Regions from separate parts of the Mus musculus genome. Here regions 2, 3, 4 and 5 are each linked to region 1. A link is a contact called in public HiCAR-type, HiChIP or PLAC-seq and promoter capture Hi-C data. All regions are on one chromosome and are shown on one strand. The core of a region is the stretch at or near the end of the contact, and the rest is flanking DNA. Distances in the headings are between cores, read along the strand shown.

Evidence for each region. Promoter capture Hi-C pulls out the DNA fragments that hold promoters and counts their contacts. HiCAR-type assays count read pairs that join an accessible place to other places. HiChIP or PLAC-seq counts read pairs in DNA pulled down with a chosen protein or histone mark.
Region 2: a contact with region 1 is called in a promoter capture Hi-C map of pre-B cells, with 2.9 times the contacts expected there. The contact joins the promoter of Tex10 here to the promoter of Anp32b in region 1.
Region 3: a HiCAR-type map of astrocytes shows a contact between it and region 1, with 5 times the contacts expected there. The contact joins the promoter of Glipr2 here to the promoter of Anp32b in region 1. A contact is called at or near these places in 2 of 115 datasets of contacts at active chromatin or transcription factors (astrocytes and bone marrow-derived dendritic cells).
Region 4: a contact with region 1 is called in an H3K27ac HiChIP or PLAC-seq map of thymic regulatory T cells, with 10 times the contacts expected there. The contact joins the enhancer-like site here to the promoter of Anp32b in region 1. A contact is called at or near these places in 3 of 39 promoter capture datasets (hippocampal neurons, liver and pre-B cells) and 2 of 115 datasets of contacts at active chromatin or transcription factors (large pre-B cells and thymic regulatory T cells).
Region 5: a promoter capture Hi-C map of pre-B cells shows a contact between it and region 1, with 5 times the contacts expected there. The contact joins the promoter of Arhgef39 here to the promoter of Anp32b in region 1.

What each region holds. Positions count from the first base shown.
Region 1 is chr4:46,449,583-46,452,282 of GRCm38.p6, reverse strand. Anp32b (acidic (leucine-rich) nuclear phosphoprotein 32 family, member B) reads right to left here and starts at 1,357. Exons shown (of 7, transcript NM_130889.3): 1 at 934-1,357. The coding sequence starts at 987.
Region 2 is chr4:48,472,100-48,474,799 of GRCm38.p6, reverse strand. It overlaps Tex10 (testis expressed gene 10), which reads left to right and starts at 1,337. Exons shown (of 15, transcript NM_001355740.1): 1 at 1,337-1,534.
Region 3 is chr4:43,956,385-43,959,084 of GRCm38.p6, reverse strand. Glipr2 (GLI pathogenesis-related 2) reads right to left here and starts at 1,383. Exons shown (of 5, transcript NM_027450.3): 1 at 1,312-1,383. The coding sequence starts at 1,324. Gm30377 (a long non-coding RNA gene) reads left to right here. Exons shown (of 4, transcript XR_881223.2): 2 at 1,599-1,695.
Region 4 is chr4:44,158,749-44,161,448 of GRCm38.p6, reverse strand. The region is part of intron 2 of Rnf38 (ring finger protein 38); the gene reads left to right. Among named protein-coding and RNA genes, the nearest start is that of Mir5106, 61 kb to the left of the region's middle. Within about 2 kb of position 1,413, at least 26 of the 459 cell types and tissues checked have an H3K27ac peak or open chromatin away from gene starts, as enhancers often do. A contact at or near this core is called in thymic regulatory T cells, where this site is marked.
Region 5 is chr4:43,507,406-43,510,105 of GRCm38.p6, reverse strand. Arhgef39 (Rho guanine nucleotide exchange factor (GEF) 39) reads left to right here and starts at 1,359. Exons shown (of 12, transcript NM_001013377.3): 1 at 1,359-1,521; 2 at 2,143-2,329. It overlaps Car9 (carbonic anhydrase 9), which reads right to left. Exons shown (of 11, transcript NM_139305.2): 2 at 1,763-1,792; 3 at 1,333-1,503; 4 at 1,071-1,213; 5 at 896-988.

The sequences.
Region 1 (2,700 bases), core at 108-2,607:
GACGAGCCCCGCGGGGCGGGGGCAGCCCGGGGACCGACAGGCAGCGCGAGGGCGGCCGGCTCACCCGGCGGAGGAAGACGGCGCCCGCCAACATGGCGCTGTGGCGCGCCCCGGCTGGCGCGCGGAGCCGCCGGCCGCCCACACCGAGGGGCCGGCCTCCCTCTCGGGCAAGGCCCCGGGCGGCGGCGCGGGGGAGGGCGAAGCCACCGCGGCGGTGACGGTGCCGGGCCGGCTGGCCCGGGGAGCCCGCGTGGGCAAGGCCGAGGGCGAAGGCGAGCCGGGCAAAGGAGGGGCAAAGTTGGATTTTTTTAGGCTTGAAAAAATGGCGGGAAGCGCATCCTTTTTTCAAACTTGGCCTCGGGAGGGGCGGCGGTTGCGCCACCTCCGCCGCCAGGCCCGCCCCTCCCCCGTTCCGCGCCAGGCCGCGCCCGAGGGGGGCTCCGCGCCCCCCTCAGGGACCCGAACACCCTCCTCGGCGGCGAGGCCCTGTCGGCCGCGGGGCGCATGGAACCCGGCCCGGCCCCGCGGCGGGCCTGGCGGCGGCGCGGCGCCTCGGCAGGCCCGGCCTCCGCCCGGCCGCGCATCCCGGGAGGCTGCAAACATGGCTCCCAGCGTTACACAACCCCCGCGCCCGCCCTCGCCGCCGGCCACACGCGCGAGCGCTCCCTCCGGGAGAGGACCGGGCGGGCGAGCGGCTCAAAGTTTGCTTCTCCACCCGCCGTCCTCCCCGTGGCCGCGGGGGCCCGCGGGCGCCAAAGAGTTAAAGCCCGCGCGCTCGCTCCCCCCTCCGCGCCTTCCGCCCGCCTTCCCTGTCCCCGTCCGAGCTGCGAGCAGCGCCTTCCCCGCGCCGCGGCCGGAGCCCGGTGGCCCGCAGGTGGCCACCATTACTTGCAAGTCATCGGGGGGCGCGGGCGCCCGAGGGGTTCTGCTTACGGCTGCCGGGGTCCGGTTCCTCAGCTCCAGGTGGATCCTCCTCTTCATATCCATGTTCCCCTCGTCCCCCCTCTCCAAACTTAACTTTCCGCGGCGGGGGCGGAGGGGGGAGAGGCGACCCGGCCTGCGCGGCGAGGGCCGTCGGAGGGAGGCGGCTGGAGGAGGCGGCGGCGTGGTCCCCGGGCGGCGTGCGGGCGTGCGGGCGAGCGGAGCCCCCGGAGCCAAGTTACTCGCGGGAGCGGAGAGAAACCATGGAGGGAAAAGGGGGCTGGAGCGCGGCTCTGGCCTCACTACCGCCGCCCCCGGCCAAGGCCCCGCACTGCGCTTAAACCGGCGACGCGACGCGGCGGCTGCTCGGCTCCACTCGGCCCTGCGCGGCGCCGCTCGGCTCGGGAGCCCGGGCTGCAGCGCGGACTTGGGAGGCGCACGGAGGGCGGGGCGGGACCCGCCTTAAGCTCAGCCCGGACTGCGGCGCCGCCTCCCGGGTCGCGCGCGCCTCCTGGCCCTCGGGTCGCACGTGGGCTGGCTGATGTAAGACCTTCCGGTGCCGGGACCCCCGCCCCCACCCCCACCGGCACCCGCGCTCTCCTGGAGGTCGACGGGCAGGCTCAGCCTCGCGCCTTCTTCCGGGCTCTCCCGGACCCAATTTCGCCTGAGCCTTCGGGCGCCCTCAGAGGCTGTGGCTTTGGGGTTCACCCTGTTCCTCCCAGTTTTGAGGCCCATAGCCCGACCTCGCTGCCTTTAGGTCCAGTGATGTTAGAAGTGCCATCGAGGACCCTGGTGAGGCTGTGCTCGCTTCCCCGCCGTGTTGTACTAAAACATCAGCAGGGGCAGGCAGCTCCAGCCTCTTGCCCAAGCCACGCCGCATCTGAGCATCCCCAGTTCAGGAAACTTTCCCCTTGGCACGTGTTTGTTTTTAAAAATAAAAAATTTAATATACTTTAGAACTTTATCAGTACTTAAACTACAAACTAGCCAAGGAGACAGAAAACAACTATACATAAACACTGTTTTTAAACATGTGAGCCACTAGTGAAGGAAACCATTAGTAATTTTAATGACGCCTCAGTCCCCACCTTCTGACTTTTATCTCTTGGGGCACCCGTGGAAGATGTATACATTCTTGGTCACCATTAAGTTGAGTCCTGGGTTGGCAGCCTTTGTCAAAGTCTAATTTTAAGGGTCCCTGGATTTAAAGCACACGGCGTTGTGTTAAATGAGGAGCCTACCTCTGATATTAACCAGAGGCACTAAAGATTACTGTTTACTGGAGAAAAACATCATCTAGGTATTACCCTAAGATTTTAGTGCAAGAAGCCTCTTCCTATCATCCCATTTTGCCTTAGAGGCCCAAACTTTTAAATGATTATATATCAGATTCAGAAATAATAATTCAAGAGAAAAGAAGATGTGTAGGTTATGGGGGAAAGGTGAATAGTTATAGGTGTAGATTCACTCATAATTCCGTGGTAGTCTGGAAGGCTAAGACAGGAGAATGTGGGGAAAGGAAGGGAGTGCTGTGCTCCTTGTCACAAAAGATCTCCAACTATTACCTGATAGGCTTCACTGAGCTATGCAAAAAGCTTTTCAAAAAAAAAAAAAAAAAATCTACTGAAGCGCTTCCATAATCAATCACCGAGCATTGGCTTTTAAGAGCTTGCGCTGTTATGTCCCATTTAACTTTCAGGCAACCCCTATGAAGTTGGTGATATCTTAATTGAAAAAAAATGAGGAATTAAGGTTTAATCATCACCAGTAGCCCAACAA
Region 2 (2,700 bases), core at 88-2,587, 2.0 Mb before region 1:
AGAAGGACTCTAGATTTGGGGGGGTAAGTGACATGGGGAACCACCGAAGAGTTTTATAGTGACATGCTTTGCCATATATAAAAAAATATTCCGAGAACTGCTCTGCAAATGTTAGACTGTATGGGGTCTAAGATGGAGAGAAATGTGTTCCCGGCTCTTTCCTCTGATCGGGGTGATGTGGACCTTGAAGGTAGCCAGGGAGATGGTGATTAATAGTGGAAGTCAGAGCCAGCTGGTTTTTCTCCTGGGTTAGAAGCCACATGGTCTCAGAAAGATGCCAGCTTTTAAGGTTTGGCTTGAGTAACTGGCAGGATGGGATGCTATTTAAGGTGAAGAGGTTGTAGGAAAATATTTCAGAATGGATGTGCAGAGTTATCTTTTAGTCCTTGTTGATACTGAGATAGATATACATTGCAAAGCTGAAGGGAGAAGTTCTGAATAAGCTGGTAGCATTTTGGAGTTTAGGGGGCATATCTAGGTGGCATAAGCCTTTATAATTTTTTTTTTATTTTATAGTTTTACATATAATGTCATCAACTCCCAAGGCAGGTGCGGTGGGGGAGGGGAGGTTGTCTGTGTGGTGGCTTTTTGGCTTTATTCTTTATTCATTAACACAGAGGAGGTGTGACCTTAATTCTGATGCTTGGGTCTCCTGAATTTAGTTATTATCGTTTTATCCCTACTTCGTATATTGAACCTCAATATAAGGTATTAGGCTTTTCTAGTTCTTATATGTAGGAAGCTGCAAAGACAAATTTGACTCTAGGCTGACACTCTATCTGTATGCTTTTCCTTATATGTGGCTAAGTCAATCTTTAGATGGTTTTGTTTTCAAGATTTCTTTCTTCACATCTTCTTTGTAGGCATTTTAATGTCTCAAATTTCTCTAAATCCACTTACTTTGATTAGTAGAAGTTAATTATATGCTGAAAATGTTGAATTGGGGAAAACCCTGTCCTAGGTTTCCGGGACTCTGCCACAAGGTATAGTTTGTAACCTCTTAGCATTTGTCTATTTGCCTTTAGTCCAGGTTACCCTTCCCAGAAATGCTATCTTTGCTGTCCGAAACTTTTTCCTTCCTCAATTAAGCTCAGTTTATACTTTTCTCTAGCTCCAGGTTTGAAGAACTGAAGTCCTTGGGGGGAGAAGACCGCCTTTCAAGCTGTAACCAGCCAACATCCTCCAAGCCAAGGATGCTGGAAGACCTGACTCGGCTTGCTGGACCCTAGACCCTCCTCTCTTTCCTCCAGCTTCCGGCGCAGCCCCTCTTAGAGGGGGCGTGGCGTGCAAATCTGGACCCGCCCTCCGGCTGCGCGCGATTGCGACCTGCGGTCACGTGAGCGCGGCGAGGGAGGGCCCCCACTTCCGGGCGGCGGAAGGAGACGCGTCCGCGTGAGGACGAGGCGATTTGAAAACACGCTCTGGGAGCGAGCGGAAAGCCTGCGGCCGGCGGTTCACGGCGTGCTCCTGCGGGGCTTGACGGTCGCTCGCTCTCCGCCGCGTCTCCGCGTTCCGGGTCCGTCCGGGCTCTCAGGTGAGCGGCGTCTGTCTGTCCTGCACGGCTCTTCTGGGGCGCGGACACGCGAGGCCCAGGCGGAGGGACGGACTGTGGCGGCGGGTAGGGCGGCCGGGGTCCTAGCTGTCCCCCCACCCCGAGCGTGAGAGCCGGCCGAGGGGCTTCCGAAACGCCTCAAGCGGCCGCGGTCCGATTCGGAGGCTCGGCGGGTGTTAGGCCGGCGTGTGGGGGTCGGGCCAGAGACTCCACTCGACGTCCACTGAGGTATAGGAACCATGGTTTTTCTTTGGGAAAAAAAAAAAAAAAGACAAACGGAGTTTCCATTTTTGGTGTGCGAGCTCGAAAACGGGCGGGCGGATCTGATCGCTGCCCTCCTCCCCCTCCCCTTGACGGAGGACCCTCTCTTTCTGCCCCCTCGAATTTGGGGAACTTTGGAGACGCGAAGGGTTGGAGAGAATCACCGTAGGCCAACTGCTGCAATGCTTACTTTCTCTCCTTGATTTCTTCCTTTCTTTTGGAGAGCGGGAATAGTTGGAAATAAGGAGGAAAGGTAATGGGCTGGCCGCAGGGCAAACTACTTGGGAGTCTGCTTAAGTTGCAGTCTTTCTTCCGCTCAGGTTAGCATTAAGACTGACCTGCAGCAGGCATGTGTATGTGTATGTGTATGTGTATGTGAGTTTTCAAGCTTACCAAAAAGGTGATCAAGTCCAGTGAGAGCTCAGGCTCCGAGGCTGGAGTTAGCTTCCTTGTACTATCTACTGCTGTAAAAGTGGTCTAGTCTAGTAGAGCTATTTGACTTCCAGTGTTACGAAAATCTTTAAATGGAAATAATAGCAGCATCTAATGGAACTTTAACCAAGTTCCTAGTGGGAAAAAAATTGTCAGTATGTTTCTGTAAATAATTGTCGAGATTTAAAAGTTATTAGCCCTCATAATTTTCCTAGCAGACTGATGAGAGTGTACTTGAAGTGATACGGCACAACTTACTGAGAATGAGGTCTGATGTAGATTGCTAGAGACAGACCGACCGACCCATCATCACACGTGAAAGAGTGCCTAGAGGATAATGCAAGATGTCACAGGGTCAATTTTTCTTTCTTGTGAACCGTTTTCTTTTATCTCTGGAAACACTACTGATAAAATTGTAAGAAAAAACTTACAGAGTATGCTTGCTTAATAGGTAA
Region 3 (2,700 bases), core at 134-2,633, 2.5 Mb after region 1:
AGTCTAGGTCCTGGAGGATAGACAGCTCCATGAAGGGACTCAGCCATCCTCACCTGAGGCTGACAGCCCACTGACTCCACTGAGTAGTTGTCAACCTGTGGGCTGCGACCCCCTGGGGTTGGTGACTGCCCCCCCCGGGGGGCCACACATCATATAGTATTTATATTCCGAATCATAATATCAAAATTACAGTTATGAAGTAGCAACAATGTAATTTTATGGTGGAAGGCGGGTCGCCAGAAGGTGAGGGACTGAATTAAAGGGTTGTAGCATCAGCAAAGTCGAGAGCCTCTGCTTTAGAGCCTCCCATGAGGCACGGATGATATTCTAATAAATAGGAAGCCTTGATGCCCACGAGGGAGGAAACTGAGGCAAGAAGATCTATTGCCCACCTGTCCCTTATCTATGCAGGAGTGACAACAAATGACACAGGGTGTGGGCTGTCCCTCTGAAGGAGGAGGGAGAGATTATGGATGGGACCCCCTGCTATCACAGGAGTTGAACACAGAAGGATGGGAAGGGTTTCAGGCTGGATGATGGGAGTAGTGAAGACTGGACCGGGACACGGAGGGGAAAGGACCTGAGTGCCTGCCTGCCAGCCAGCGCAGCTGTGTGGCAGAGGGGGTGCTGTCAGTGGCCAGAGAGCCGACAATGGGGTGGAAGGTGACAAAAACAAGGAGCGACAGGAAAACGGCTTTTCAGAAACGTAAACTTTACAGCCACAGGAGTGAGGGTGGGCGGCAGCAGGGCAGAGATCACAGGGGAAGTAGCTCTGCACAGCACCCAGCCTGGCACGGAGGGGCCTCAGGAGGTGAGCGAGAAGGAGACGAAAAGGAGTCTCAGAGCTGCCTTTAGTTGGGTGGAACCAGACTAGTTGCTTCGCAGCCTGGGATGCTGCCACGGTTTGGTGTCTTTTTCCCACTGTAACTTTGTCTTCCTCTGGACAAAGCATAGCCACGCCTAGGCAGGCTCAGCTATCCCCATCAGCGCTTAGAAACCCTCGCTGACGCAATCCCTGGCTCGCAGCCAAAGGGACCCTCCATCTCATTCCCCTCATTCTTTCTCTCCTAGCCGGTGTTCTTACCGCTACCTCCGCGCCACCCACCCCACCCCCTGGTTGAACCAGAAACAGCCGCTCCTCGGAACTTTGCTATGCGCGCTCTCCATCCCGCACCCAGGGATCCCGCATTGCAGCGAGAGTGACAGGGACTTTCCAGGGGCTCCCAGGGGATCATGCTCCAGATGGGGCAGGGTGACGGCGAGGGTCTAGGCGTCATCCCCGCTCCCCGGAGGGCCGTATGGGTGGCTCACCTGATTTGCCCATGGCCTGCTGTGTGCGCTCCTCCGCTCCGCTGCGGCTGCGTTGCGCTGCGCTGGCTAGCGGGGTCCCAGCAGCTGGCCGGGGCCGGGAGGGGCAGGGGCGGCCACAGCCACTCCCCCGGCGCCGCCCGGCCCCGCCTTATAAGGCAAAGGCAGCTGCAGGCGGAGGCGCAGGGGGCCACCCCTAGAATTCATTTGGCCGGGTGGGATTCCGCCGCTGGCTAGGGCGGTCCAGATGTGGATACGAATGCTGATTCTGAGCGTGCCTTGTCTCCTAGAGCAGCAAGTGCGCGCGCAAGACCTAGGGGCGTCCACGCCTTCCCTGTAGTTCCCCACGGTTCCCGCGCGACCGACGCCTGGAGAAGGCCTGGTGAGGTACGGTTCCCTCCGGCGCCACCAGGGGTCGGTAACCTCCCAGACTCAGTCTTTGGCAACACCACCCCCTCCCAGATCCCCAAAGTTCTGCTTCCCCTTCCCAGTGACACCATGCTCCAATCGCAGCTTCTTAGGACCCTGTCCCGCTATGCATCCCCAGGTTGTAACTGAACACTTTCCGGCCCTCCAACTCCAACCGCCCCAGGGTGGTGCCGCTGCCCGACTTGGACCTATCCTCTTGAACCCCACTGCCTTTGAGACCAACCCAAATTCCCCACCTGAGTTTGGATCCAGCACCCCCACATGTTGGCGTCATCTAAACCGAGACCCCCTGGTTAATTCAAAACACATTTTTCTCACCATAAAAAGTTAATGATTCACAGATTACAAGGACACTTTGCCTCCCCCTCCCTGGATACATATATATTTAAAAGATACATTTATTTGGGCCAGACATGGTGGCTCATGCCTTTATTCTTAGCACTTGGGAAACAGAAGCACGCAGATCTCTGTGAGTTAAGATTGGCCTGGTCTAAACAGTGAGACTTTACCTTTGTGCCCTACATAGCCGAGAATGATTTTAAAGTTCTGATCTTCCTGCTTCTACCTCCCTAGTGCTGTGACCACAGACACCCCCAGCAGTACCTATTTCTATGAATTTAAATGTATTTTACTTTTAGGTTATTGTTTGTCAGATGGAGTCTCGGTGTACCTCCCATTGTAGGTCAGGTCTGTACCACCACACCTGGCCAGACCCTGCAGCACGGAGCTCAGATGTATCCAGTAGGTTAGCGCAGAGCTAAATGCACGCCCGCCCACGCCCACCCCCCAGCCATTCCCTCTCTCCATGGCCAGCAAATACACTTCCCACATCCTAGCACTTCCAAGCAGGAGTAGAGTGGATACTGGTACTCATCTGACTTAAACGAGCTTTTAGTGCTGGGTTGGGATTCTGACTCTGTTCAATTCTCTGTTCCATTTTGCCGACAAATTCCGATGGAAATA
Region 4 (2,700 bases), core at 164-2,663, 2.3 Mb after region 1:
CACGATACAAAGAATCCATTTACTTTAAAAAGTGAAAATCACTACAGGTTTCACTTATGTGAACATAAAAAACCGCCCAAGAGAATTGCAGGTAGAGTACTAATTAGAAGAAGGAACAGCTCATTTGGAGAGAGGTTTTTGTGACATTCCTTGCTGAATGAAGATCAAGAATGGCAAATATACGTCTTATCTCTTTTGGGTTGGTTTTATTGTTTTGAGAAAGGACTTACTATGTGAGGCTGGCCTAGAGTTCTTAGCAGTCCTCTGCTTAGGAGGGCTCTGGTCAGAGGCACAAGCCACTTGCACGGCTGTGCTGTGCTGGGAATCAAATCTACCTTTTATTTTCTTATTAATTCAGTTATGTTCCAGTATTTCCTGCTTTATAGTGCGTGAATATCATACTGTTGGTTGCTTGCATCCATTCTGTCCTCCCCTTTTCACGCTTATTTAATAGGGTGGCACACATTTAAACCATGACATGTGGAGGTCATAAGACAAACTTTGGGGAGTAAATTCTCTTTCTCTACCCACTATGTGGGTTTCAGGAATCTAATCCAGGCCATCAGAGTTGGTGGCAAGCCCTTTTACCTACTGAGCCATCTTGTTGACCGTCGCTTTTTAATTAAAATAAGGTCTTTGGGATTTTTATTTTTTAATCCTTATAGCTTAGTTCCTTAACATGTATATATCTCTTAGCTTTTAGAAAACAGTAAATATTCTTCACTGTTCTTCACATACTCATAAGTGTAAAGAGTGCACATTATGTTTGCAATACAGAGATAAACTATAGTTTATATCCAAAATATACTGTGTAGTAAACTAACAAATATTCCTCTTTATTAACCTCTGAGGGGTGGTAGTAGGTCTTTGGCAGTATTTTTGTTCTTACCATGTTTATGAGGTTTATGCCACATTGACAACAAAGTTACAGATGGGTCAGAGATGATCAAAGCATGGCAGTACTACAGCATTCACTTTATGATGTCCTTAAATTCCTCTCTAGCATCTCTTTTACTATCTGCCATTCTGAGAGCTGTGTTTTCTTTTTTTTTTTTTAAGATTTATTTATTATTATATGTAAGTACACCGTAGCTGTCTTCAGACACACCAGAAGAGGGAGTCAGATCTTGTTATGGATGGTTGTGAGCCACCACGTGGTTGCTGAGATTTGAACTCTGGACCTTCGGAAGAGCAGTCGGGTGCTCTTACCCACTGAGCCATCTCACCAGCCCCGAGCTGTGTTTTCTTACTCTCCTGCTCCCGTCCGGCTCTCAGAGCAGAGCACTCCGTGTCAGTGTCATCAGAAACTTACTTAACAGCGATTGATTTGGTTCTTTTTCTTTCCTTTCCACCTTCCCCTCCTTTTTTTGCTAGCATATGCCTGTTAGAAGGTAGGAAACCACGCCCTTTTTTTGTTTAGTGCCTGTTACCAAGGAGACCCTTAGATCTAAGACTGAGGGAAAAAACTGTAAAAGCACACGGTGTTAAGCACGTTTTATTTTATCTTATTTTTTTTGTATGTGTGAGCATAAACAAGTCTTTAAACTTGGAGTCCCCAAGGAAAATTTCACTGTCACAACATAGTGAAGAGTGTTGTTCATGGTTTTAAATTGCTACAGACTTACACAAATGTAAGGAGATTTAAACTACAGTCCAGATTTTTACGTTACAGTTGTTTACTTTCAGACTTAGGAGTTTGTCTTCATTTCCTTAGCAGAGCCTTTAGTTTTGTGTTGTTTCCTTTATTTGGCCTTTTGTTACTGTTTGAGGATTTTCATTTGCTTTTCTTTTTTTTTTTTTTTTTTTTAAATCTTGAGACAAGATCATGATTTCTAGCCCAGGTTAGCTTAGAACTTGGGATGTTCTTGCCTCAGCCTCCCTAGTACTGAATAGATGTAGCTAAAGTTTATTGGATAGACTGGACAGGCCATCCTCAGTTAAACGTAACATTTGTACATGAAGTACACACAGTCTTTCAGCTGATAGTATAGAACTTTTACCATAAGTATTGTCAAGTCTTTTTTCACCAAGGTCACTAAAAGTACATTGAGAAAAAAATACAGTGTAGGTAAACATTCATCACTCCACTTAAGTGTTTTACCTCAGGTCTTAGCCTGAAGTCTGGTCTTTAGAGGTTACTATTCCTAGGTATTTGGGGAACAGGGACTTGAGCTCCCCAAGCTGTGATATTTTTTATCTCAAACCTTTTTGTATGAGAAGCTCCATTGCTAGAGACCGTTCGTGCAGCCTGTATTTTGTGTTTAAAGTTCCTCTTGCCCTGCCCCGTCTGCTGACAGAACTATCACACTCGAAACCTCAGCTCTCCTTCATAGGCTTGTTCTCCATGTCAGTATGGCCAGCATGAACTATCCTTTTCTTCTCCCTCTTTTTCCCAGATATCTCCCGGGGCCAATTCAGCACCTCTACCTGGCCATCCTAACAAGGTGATTTGTGAAAGGGTGAGACTTCAGAGCCTGTTCCCTCTTCTCCCAAGTGATCAGAACACTACCATTCAAGAGGATGCTCACTTCAAAGCTTTCTTCCAGGTTCTTATATGTTTACCCTTTCCCTACACAGGGCTGAAAGTCACAGATACATTCTAGCTTGTTTCTAGGAAGGCTTAAACAAGCTTGTGAGTATCCTCTTACTTTCTGTTGTATGTGGAAATTAGTACTCTTCTCAGAGACTTCTTGAAGGTAA
Region 5 (2,700 bases), core at 110-2,609, 2.9 Mb after region 1:
ATAGTCTTTCCCCGTTCCTCACCTCTAAGGATGCTGGGGAATATACAATCTTATTCAAGTTCTATTACTCTTGCTTTGCAAATGAATTAGCAATGGCAAACTGAAGGGGAGAAAGTTTCCCAGGCTGCCTGGCCCTCAAGATCTAGGTCCATCGTTTCACTCATCACTATTTACACTCTCTCTCTCTCTCTCTCTCTCTCTCTCTCTCTCTCTCTCTCTCTCTCTCTCGCACACACACACACACACACACACACACACACGCCGTGGTTTCCTGAAGAAGACCATCATGTATGTTATACTTGTACTGCCTTTGCGTTCACTTTAATAACTCACGCCTGCCCGCCTGCTCCTGAGGAACTTCCCTGAACTTTGTGCTGTGAATGTCACACTGGTAAGTCTCATAGGCGTCCTCACTTCCTGGCTTCCTCCCACCTTGGAGTGTACGTTCTTGATTATTACAGGTACAAAGAGGTCACTGAATACTGCACTTCATGAAGGGGAAGTGAGGGGCCACAGAAGCAGCAGAGAAATGGCTCTTCCCAGGGCATAGCTTGTTGCTGTGGCACTCCCTAACTGGTCCATACTCCAGCCTTGCTCACGCTGACCTCTCTCTGTGCAGTATTCCTCCTTGTTTCCCATCAGTGAAAGATTTAAGTTTCGCCTCCTCTGTGGCCATTATTTTTTCCGTGTTCGTCACTTATGACTGTCAAGACAGCCTTCCTCCTAAAGGAAGCCTTGTGTTAGTCTGCTTCCTGGTTCCCTGCTGGTGCTGAGTGAATGAACAAAGGAGTGAATGGGGCTGAGAGCTAATTGACCAGCTTGCGCTTGTGCTTGGAATGGTGTCTCTGCTAGCCAGATGCATGAACCCACAGGACGTGAATGTCAAATAGGGTACCTGCAGAAAGGCAGCCAAAACTGCCAGGCCTCCTGGGCGGCCCAAGGCTTCATGAAGTTCGGAGAAAGCAGTACTGAGGTGCACCACGTGGATCTAGAGAGGATGGAAGGATCAGATAGTGGCCAGACCTCTGATCATACCCTCTTGCTTCTTCTTGGGACAGCCCAGTCCCCACCTCAGCAGGGAAACGGTGACCATTGACTGTGTGTTCTGAGCCTGGGTGATCTGAAGTTCCCCAGTGTAGATGCAACTGCAAGGCCCGGTATTCCTGCCCAGGTCCCAGAGCCATCTTCAGCCCCGGCGGCAGAGTCAGCTGTACTGCGTGGGGAGTGGCAAGTGAGAAGTCTACCCACACGTGAGCGTGAGCACCAGCAGAACTCCTAAGTGCACAGCTTGATTGCCACTCCCCTCCATAGGTCCCGCCCCAGACACCTCACCCGTGTGGCCATTGTTGGATAGGCTCAGTTCCGGGAGAGGCTGGAGCTCATAACCCAGAAGTTCCAGGGGTTGCAGAGTGCGGCAGAATGCGGTGCGCTCCAGGCGGATGTCTACCGGGGACTGAAAGCGGCCAGCACAGGCTGGGGACACCTGGGGCCAGAGTAGGGTGCCTGGGATGAGAGGAAAAGGTGCAAGAAGTCTAGCGATTTGGACAAGAACCGTTAGGATAAGTGAGGGGTGGAGTCAGGACGCTTGGGGTGGGAGGAAGGGGGGGCGCTCCAGGGACTGGCGTGGGGGAGTGCGGGGCGCGGGAGGGGGGCCATAGAGTAGGACCTGGGTCCAGTCTAGGGCTACTACTGGGAATGTTGGTGCGGCAGATCACCAGGGCTGGGCTCCCAGATTGGGTCTGTGTAGCCGGCCGTGTCTTACCTCCATAGCTCCAATGACTGTGGCCACCCCCTGCATAAATGAGAAGAATTAATAAGCCCACTCTTACAGCCCAGTCCCTTCCCAGTGCCCAGAATAAAAAAATATTCCCTCCCGCTCTGGCAGGGGGCCTCACAGCCCCGGATGTCTTACAAGAGTGTTGCACGTAATAGAAAGGAATGTAGCAAGGCTGGTGTGAAGCACAGTGGACTACCACCAGCTGGGACTCCGCCACCGCCACCATCACTGCAGGAGCCATCAGTAGCCCTACCGATAGTTTGCAAACTAGGGTCTGTAGGCACGGCTTCAGTTTGAGATCCAAATCATCGTTCTTTTTCCCTTACTCACCCACCTTCCCACTCATCTCTCTTTCCTGTCTAAAGTTCCTGGCTTAGAGCCAAGCACGGTGGCGCACACACCTGAAATCCCAGAACTCGGAGGAAGAAGAAGGTAAAGGGCAGAACTAGTTCAAGGCCAATCCGATCTACACAATAAGACCTTATCTCATCCTCCGCCCCCAGAGCAAACCAAAGTTCCTCCACCTGTCTTTTCCCACACCGCAAATCATAGGTGAGTAACGGCTGTGAGCTCCTTGTGTGTCTTCCAGGAGCCCCCTTCTCTTCCCTTTTCATCTCTCTGTCTCTGTCTCTCTGTGTCTGTCTCTGTCTGTCTGTCTCTCATTCTCTCTACCTCCCTCTCTTCACACACACACACACACACACACACACACACACTTATTTTCCCCCTCTGTCCATTCCCAGTTCTATTTCCTCTTTAATTTCCCCCTATTCTCGGCTTTTTTTTTCTTCTCTCCTTTTAGGGGGGAAAGACTACCTATTAGAGTATAATTGCCGAATGCTCTCAGCTAGCATTTCGGGGAAGAGAGGGGAGTGGGGGAGGACAAGGCATAAACTTACCTGAGCCTAGATTTGGAAGTTAAT